2 separate regions of the Sus scrofa genome follow, and region 1 is linked to region 2. A link is a contact called in public HiChIP or PLAC-seq data. All regions are on one chromosome and are shown on one strand. Each heading gives the region's core, a stretch centred on a gene start, on an enhancer-like site or on the middle of the called end of the contact. The rest is flanking DNA. Distances are from core to core; before and after follow the strand shown. Region 1 holds the start of TRMT5 (tRNA (guanine(37)-N1)-methyltransferase). Region 2 holds the start of PPM1A (protein phosphatase 1A).

Region 1 (4,085 bases), core at 1,274-3,773, 670 kb before region 2:
GAAGTTTTAAAACTATGAAAGTTTGTGAATATATTCCATAATAAAAGCAAGTTGGGTTACTTAAAATTGGTTTGCTAATCAAGAAAATCAAAACAAGGAGTTCCCATTGTGGCTCAGTGGGTTAAGGACCCCAAGTTGCCTCTGTGAGGATGCATATTAGATTCGCTCAGTGGGTTAAGGATCTGATTCAGGTGTTGCCGCAAGCTGCGGGTGTTTAGGTCGCAGAGGTGGCTCAGATCTGGTGTTGCTGTGGCTGTGGCATAGGCCAGCAGCTGCAGCTCTGATTTGACCCCTAACCTAGCAACTTCCATATGCTACAGGTATGGCAATAAAAATAGTTTTTTTAATTCAAAATAAGAGCAAAAATGAACCTAAATGAAACTCTCTACGTATCTTAAGTTTCCTAGAAAAAGAGGTCTGCTTCTGCTGACAAAACAAACTTGTTCATTCATTCTATTAAGCATGGTGCTAGATGCTAAGGATAAGGTATAGTCCTAAAGGATTTCAGAGTTTAGTGGGGAACCTAACTTGCAAACAAATTATTACAATATATTATAATTAAAGAACAAATATACAAATGGAATATGAGCTGAGACTTAAAAGATGAATAACTGAATATATGTCCAGCCTCAGAGGATGAAACAAGACTACTTAACAGTAAGAAGAAAGGAGTTGGGGAGAAATGAAAAGATTATGTCCTTTATTTGCACTCACAAAATTGCTATTTATTATTAATCTGCATGGCTGATAAACTCTGATTTACTTTGGCCAACTTAACACAACAAATAAGCCACTTCTTAAGGTTATAAATGTGTGGATCAAGTTTCCATTTTTTAAAATTAGCTACACTTTGGATAAAAAAAAATACAGGTTATGTAGCATCCCTCCAAGCTACAGACTAGCAGCAATATAAAAGTTAAGAAGAAAATGTTAAAAGCCCAGAAATAACTAGAAATTGTATAGTACCAGCTTCTGCAGCCTATCTCTTTGCTTATTTTGAACTATCAAAATTAAGGGGGGAAAAAAGTAATGGTAAAATAAGAAAATAACTCACCTAAATCCAAGAATGCCAGTGTGAGCCATAACATAAGCTAAGCCAAGGATGCCACTTCCCATGATGGCATTCATCAAATTAAACACTGAGAAACCAAATGAAACACCTGGGGATCCCTGTCTGTGAAGTTCCTGTAAGCACACAAATTTAATAGAGTCAAATGTTTGAATGGTGAGGTTCAAATTTCATCAAGAAATGACAGACAATGGAGGATATCTGCAAACCAGACACATGATGTGACATACCAGGGGCTCAACCAGCAACCCAGCACTGGTTTCCTTTCCTTCCCTCCTCACCTCCCCTTAGTGCAGCACCAGGAATTTGGTTTCCTAGGAAAATCAACTCCAAGCACAGAAACCAGGTCGGCTTCTGAAAAGTCATGACTAACCTTGTGACTGCAAAAGATGAAGATAGGGTAAAATGGGGGTGGGGACAGAGAGCAGGAACATGGCCCCAAGCTCACATGATTACTGAAGAATCCCTGAATCAGCATGGGGTTACTGTAGACTTCTGCTGCTCCTCAATGACTAGGACAGCAAAATTAATCTCTATTTATATACTTAATGAATTAAGTCTGCCCAACGGGAAGGATGGTCAGGAACACCTGACAATGATGATACAGTAAATAGCGATTCACGTTGCTCTGGCGAGGACACTATGGAATACTAAACAGTATGGAATACTAAAACAGTATTTGGGAACAAAGTCCTAGAAACTGACTTAAGTTAAAAGTTGAGTGCACAGGCTTTAGGGTCAAGGGAAGTACTATGTACCTACTATCAGGCCACCTCTACTCCTTCACCATTAAGGATCTCTGCATTAAGTTATTTACAGGTCCCCAGTGACTAAGCTGGGAAAAGAAAAATCTTGTGACTCTTGCACAAAGCTCAAACGACTGGTGAAGGAAACGAGAAGCCGAGAAACCAACAAAGATGCTAAAAAACAGCAGGGAGTTACATAATCCTGGGGCTACTCCTTTAAGTGGGGTCACCAGCCTCCAACTCGCCGCTGCACCTCTTCACCTGAGCCTGCACCTCTACTTCAGCTGTTCTTTCTAGCACAGGTTAGGCTCCTATGACACTCATTAAGTCCGCCAGATCTCGGAATCTCGGCTGCTGCCTTTGGGCCCCATGCCCTAAGCCTCTTCCTCCTCCCTTCGCCTTCCCCTTTCTTTTCTCCGTCGTATTTGGCAGGAACATCAGAAAAGTGCCGGGACTCGAGTTGTGCTAACTTACGTTGCTTAGCAACGGGCTTAACTCTTCCGCCTCTGCTTCTTCTATCTGCTGGGTAGAGACAAACCAGCCCGGCTCCGCACTGATGGTCCCCCACGGCGCCTCCATGCTGCTTGCTGGCCGACGACCCAGTCCATCTACCAGCTACCACCACTGCTCTCCCGGCCAGAGTCGCGCCAGAGGCGGGGCTGCATTCCCGGCCCTTCCGGGTGCCTATACCTCACTAGGGCGGGGAAGGAAGAAGGTAATCGACGCGATCTGATGACGCTCGCCCTTCGGCGACGAACATTGATGTTGTCATCGAGGGCCCGCCTCTCCGTCGGCGACCCATTTCCGAGCCGCAGCAGAGCATGAGGTGAGGGGTTGGTCTGGGAGGCAGCTGCTGAGCGACGCCGGTAAATGGGATGGTGACGTTGATGAGATGGTGGCCGCTACACCTTTGATATTTCGAAGGGGCTGAGGGCGTGTTGTCGGTACCGGTCAGCTCAGGGCGGCTTTCCGCTTTGCGCTGCCTAGGCGAGGTCACCCACCGCCCGGGTGCCCTGCCAAGCCTAGGTCTGAGTACAGTACCAGGGAGTGTGGAGTCTCTTTCATCTTTTCAAAAGCTTTCTGATAGAACTTTAGCCATATTTTTACACATGTAAAGCCGAGACTCACATCAAGTAATTTACCCAAAGTAAATTACACATCTGTTTACCTGCTAGACCCAATTTGAACCCTGGCTATAAATTTTGACAGTTGCTTTATAGGGTTACCAGACGGGACCCTTTCCTTTTACAGTTACTTCTTCGGTAACAAAATGAATAACTGATACTGTTAATGGAATATGAGTATAACACTTAACAGGCCTCATCCTCAAAATACTGAAACCTCTAGTTATGGGCAGGAGTTGTGGCAGTAAAACTTCGAAGACAACATAGAAGTATATTAAGAATACCAGGCCCTGGAATTTAATCCTTGCTCAGCCACTTGGCAGGAACGGGAATTTGGGCCAATTAACCTACCCTTGAGCTTTAGTTTACTCATTTACAAAATGAGAATGTGATACCACGCACACCTCTCAAGGATTGATAATGTATGTAAAGCACCTGACCTAATAGGAATCCACAAGAATTTCCTTTTAAATATTGCCATTGGTAAGGTCATAAATATTGTGACCATTTCATTTAGTGGTGATTCTTAAACTTCAGCCTTCCAATCCCAAACATGTTCTATAGAAAATTGTGGTTGGGAAGGTCCATTGACTGAACGAAGGGTGATGGATCACAAAGCCCTAGTCCTGGCAACACATGGGTAGAAGGTGCACTTTTATTATTTACCACCATTAAAGGTCATCCTGTCCTGGAAATGATAGTATTCTTCTCACACACCACTAAAAGTTTTAATCATCAGCATTCACCCATTATTTAAAACAATTTAAAATTTTATTCCCCAAACTTATTGTGAACATGTTAAGTTAGTGTGTAGCTTTATGGTATTTGTTTTAAAAAATACTTTTTTTTTAGGATCTTATGGAGGCCATTTGGATTTGGATTCTCAAGAAGACATCTCAAAGTGGAAAGCTGTGGAATAACTGAATCAGAATCATCGATTCCACTAGCTTGGGTGTCATTGATACAGAAACCTAACAGGACACCTGATATTTTCTCGTTGGATCAAAGAAAAAGATTCTCAACCATGCCTGAAATAGAAACAAATCGGAGAGACTCTGAATTGTTTTCACCACCCTCTGATGTTCGAGGAATGACAAAACTCGATAGAGCAGCTTTTAAAAAAACAGTCACCATCCCAGTGCTTAA
Region 2 (4,578 bases), core at 295-2,794:
CACAACGTGCAAGTTTGAAATGATTAAGCCTTTTTCCTCAAAATATTTTTAAATTTCTAATTTTCTTCAATAATGTCAAAATCATTTACTTTGAGAAAATAATAACATAGATTTTTTTACATTGCCCATACTCTTCCAATCACTTCACTTAAAATGCATTCGGCTCATTACACCAATCAGCAGGAAATTTAGGGTTGGGGTGGACAGGGCGAATAGCTTTCTTGGCTTGGACAACTTAAGTACGACCTTTGTAAATTTTTAAGTACCATGCGGTGCTTGAGGAAAAAAAAAGAAATACCTCAAGCGATGAAATTTTCAAAACATATCTAAAACCGCTGTTGGTAGAGGCCCTCCAGAGCCAGCAGTCTTTCAAGAAAATATTAAAAATCTACAAGCAGAAAAGTATCATACCTCGACCAAACTCTAGCATCAAGAACTTTTACTCACACAATTAACACGGTTTAAAAGACGAAAAGAAATCAGTACCATTTACTTCAATGAATTTGTTCAATGCTTTAGGAATGAATGAATTGGAGGTATCACTGACTTGAGTTCTAAAAAAGCCTCACTCTAAGCTCTACCCTCTATAAAACCTGAAGCAAAAACTCTCCAGAATTTGGTGTTTCAAGGCCAAGTCCGGTCCAAAGGAAGCTTCTCCTCTTCTTTCTCGCGGCCTCCCTCCAGGGGCTGGAGCCCGGGGTGGCCGGGCGGTTGGGGGCGCCGTACGCCCCCTCCCCGCTCAGGGAAAGTTCCGCGGGTTCATCTCCGGTCGGGGCAGGCCTGGCCCGCCGACGGCCCTACCCGGCCGAGCGGCCGCAAACACCCCGCCCGGCATCTGCACCCGGAGGGTCGCGCCCCCTCCCCGCGCAGCCGCCACAAACACCCCGCCCCCGCCTGCCCGCCACCGCCCTCGCAGAACGTTAACCCCTCGTAGTCCGCCGCCCGGCTCGGGGGAGGAGGCCGGGCCAGGGGGTGGAGTTGTCGCGTCTCCTCCCGGGAGCGCCCGGGCAGACGCCCGGCTTGTTTACAGGCCCCAGGCTTTAGGCCTGGCCGCTGCCGCGCAGGCCCGCGCCGCCCGCCCGCCCTCGGCCCCAGCGTCGCGCTTACCCGGAGCAGCCGCGGGCAGGCAGGTCCCTGGTCGGCCGAGGCTGCGGCGGCCGGGGAGGGGGCGGGAAGGGGGTCACCGCGGCGGCGGCCGGCCAGGTCAGGCCGGGGAGGGGGCGGAGGAGGGGAGGAGCCGGGCTGCGTCCGGGCCCCCGGCTCTCGGCGCCCTCGCGGCTCAGATCATCCGGGCGTTGGAGCGGGAGGCGGAGAGCGGGTCCCGGAGGAGGAGGAGGAAGAGCCGAAGATTCATCGCTTACGCACCCCACCTGCCTTAGCGCCCCCCCACCCCCCTCCCCAACCACCGGCTGCCGAGCTGCCGCTGCCGGAGCACCCGAAGCTGCGGGCCGGGCCAGTGCGGAGACCACAGCTCCCTCGCTCCCGCGCGCGCTCCCGCCCCTAGCGCCGCCGCCGCCGCCGCCGCCTCCAGCGCGTCCCCGCGCAGGCGCGCTCACGACGGTGCCGTACTACCCCTCCCCCACGCCTCCGCCTGCCACGCTCCGCCCCGTGGGCTCAGAGGCCCCTACAGCTGCGGCGCGGCGGAGCAGCTGGAGAGACCCGGATGTCGTTGGGCAGGAACTGCAGCGCGCGCTGGCTAACGGGGGAGGGGTGCAGGTGATGTCACTGCCCTACCCAGCTTCTCTCGTAGCAGTGGCCTCGCCGCCCGGCCCCTAGGCAGAGCCACAAACGAGCGTCCGAATCCCGGAACGGAACCGGGACATGGGGCTTCCTGCCCTGGCCCTGGGGACTGGACAGAGGTGTGACTGTATGAGCCTCAGGAATGGGGATACTCTCCGAGCCCGGACTCGGCATCCCCCCTAGGGCGTCCGCGCCTCCTTTCGCTGGGCTACCGTCTGTCTGCAGATAGATACCCCATTCCCGGGGAAGACGCAGTCTACAGAGGCCGAGGACCGACCTTGTGCTGTCGACTTCTCTCCCTTACAGTTGCGGCCTGATCGCGGCCTAGCTGCTGCGGCTCTAAGGCATGCTTGTTGTCAGGCCACCGCCAGATCCCTCTCCCTCAAGCCTCCACACTTCCGGAGCCATCCTTGCCCCAGCGACCTCGGGAGACCTACGCAGGTGCTCTAGCCACACATCTCGGGTCCCAAAGGGCAGCAACACTCTCACCCTACTACCACCCACCCACACGCGAGTGCCCCTGATACACGCACAAGGCACATGCTCTGAGTTTCTGGTGGTTTTTCGTCTGTAGCTCGTGGGGTTCCACATTGTATTTATTTGCACTTATTAGACAGTCACGTGATTCTGTCACAGGGGACATCCAACCACCTCCAGTGAGGTTAAAGGAACGAAGGATTTTTCAAAATCTGGAGGATTATCAAAAATGTGGCAGCTGCTGCTATGAAAATTTAGAGATCTGTTAAACCCAGTTGCACGTGCAGGTGGCCAGAATCCAGTTTAGCTAGCTAGACTGCAGACAACCCGACCCACGCCGTTTGCAGACGCCAGGGATACAATGACAAACCCTAGGCGGCCAATGAATCAGAACTGGAGAGCAGTACATCACCAGCAGGGTTTCCCATTGGCTGGGATGCTTTCCCTCTCTTGTCAGAGGTTTAACCTGCTCAGGGATTTGACTTATACCACATTTCCAGGCACAGAAGTTTAAAAGAAAAATCAGTGTTTAAAAAAGATGCTCTTGGGAGTTCCCTGGTGGCCTAGGGGTTAAGGATCGGGTGTTGTCACTGCTGTGGCACGGTTTTAATCCTTGGCCCAGGAACTCCTACATGCCTGTGGGCACTGCCAAAAAAAAAAAAAAAAAAAAAAGAAGAAGAAGAAAGATGCTGTGCTACATATACATAAAGAAAAACAAAATACTTCATTATAGGAGGCAGGTACTTTAAAAAGAGCAACCAGGAGTTCCCACTGTGGCACAATGAGACTGGGGCATCTCTGGAGTGCTGGGATGCAGGTTCCATCCCTGGCCAGGCCTAGTGGGTTAGGGATCAGGTGTTGCCACAGATGCCGTGTAGGTCACAACTGCCACTGGGATCTGATTCCCTCTCCAGGGAACTCCATGTGCTGCAGAGCAGCCAAAAAAGAAAAAAGAACACCTGAAGATGTTAGTCATAACGTGTTCCAGCTGATAAAAAAGTAGATTTGTGATAAGGCCTCTCCATTTTATCCTAAGAGCTTGTACCCTGCTACTTTGTATCTCCTAAAACCACTTTGTTGCTCCAACTCTTAGATCTAAAGCAACCTATTTATTCTGTCTCTGTCATTCAGCAAGCATTTAACTGCTTTTAAAACTGTAAATGCTATCTCATTTTTCCAACATGACTTTTTTGTGACGGTTCTGTTCCTTTCACTTTTAGACATGGGATCTAACAACAGGATCAAACAATATCACCAAAAGATCACTGGCAGGCTGCTTCTTCAAGGAACCCCCAAATCACCCAATATCTTGGAGGTTAGAATTTCTTAGAGTAAGATGAAGATGGATCATTTCCAGGTATATAAAGTAAAAATAAAGTTCACTTATGCATTTGGTCTCAGTATCATCTGATGACATATTTCCTATATTTCCTAATTCTCCCCATGCTTGCCAAAAAAAAAAAAAAAAAAAAAAGAAAGAAAGAAAAAGAAAGAAAGAAATGAAATTAGATCAAAGATCTTTGAAACTTTGCCTTATTGGAATTCTTAATACTTTGGACAAGTAGCAGCATGATTAGCATGCTAGTGGACTCATTACCATTCTGAAACAGAAAAACCCATGTGAAAACCACAATTTGAAATGCCCTTAGAAAACAAATTTTCTTATTCATAAGGCAGAGCCTGAGTCGCCAGTGGCACTATAGGAACATAGTGAGCTTAAAGGTCTTGCCTGTCTTAACCGCTTCCTTCTTTTAAATTTCCATATCTTTCTGCTCTCTGCTTTACACTTGCAGGAGAATCTGGGTCAATTATAGAAGAAAAGGTAGAAAAATAGGAACTATAGTATAAAGAGATTTTTAAGGAGTCTGCACAGTGTACCATAGACTGCTGATTAAGTTGTGCCTTTCTGCTATTTCTTATTTTTGAACACAAGTTACAGGGACATTTTGGTATGAACTAAGAAATTCATGGGGATAAGATTAACATTTTAAAATTTGGAACCAAGATTCTTAATATTGTCCAAGTAAAAATGCTTGATATAATATGCCCTTCCTTATTATTATACTGCATATTATATTCTCTAAATATTATGCTAACTATTCCCCAAATATTATGTTAAGGGAAAAATACTTAATTATTTAGAAGAGAGATATAGGAGTTCCCTGTTGTGGTTCAGTGGATTAAGAATCCAATATAGTGTCCATGAGGATTCGGGTTTAATCCCTGGCCTTGCTCAGTGGGTTAAGATGTGGCTCTGACTCGACTCCTAGCCTGGGAACTTATATAATGCCAAAAAAGAGAGAGTAAGAGAGACATGACACTGAAAAAAAAGAGGGTTAAAAGTTTTCTTTTCTTTTGAAC

The links. HiChIP or PLAC-seq counts read pairs in DNA pulled down with a chosen protein or histone mark.
Region 1: an H3K27ac HiChIP or PLAC-seq map of alveolar macrophages shows a contact between it and region 2. The contact joins the promoter of TRMT5 here to the promoter of PPM1A in region 2. A contact is called at or near these places in 1 of 5 promoter capture datasets (liver), 1 of 47 Hi-C or Micro-C datasets (embryonic fibroblasts) and 1 of 2 datasets of contacts at active chromatin or transcription factors (alveolar macrophages).

What each region holds. Positions count from the first base shown.
Region 1 is chr1:189,921,746-189,925,830 of Sscrofa11.1, reverse strand. TRMT5 (tRNA (guanine(37)-N1)-methyltransferase) reads left to right here and starts at 2,523. Exons shown (of 5, transcript XM_003121846.4): 1 at 2,523-2,641; 2 at 3,792-4,085. The coding sequence starts at 2,637. SLC38A6 (solute carrier family 38 member 6) reads right to left here and starts at 2,446. Exons shown (of 16, transcript NM_001267849.1): 1 at 2,290-2,446; 2 at 1,055-1,185. The coding sequence starts at 2,394.
Region 2 is chr1:189,245,940-189,250,517 of Sscrofa11.1, reverse strand. PPM1A (protein phosphatase 1A) reads right to left here and starts at 1,544. Exons shown (of 6, transcript XM_021062341.1): 1 at 1,108-1,544. It overlaps LOC110259569 (basic proline-rich protein-like), which reads left to right. Exons shown (of 5, transcript XM_021085056.1): 2 at 614-1,030; 3 at 1,065-1,716; 4 at 2,047-2,181; 5 at 3,438-3,691. The coding sequence ends at 3,557.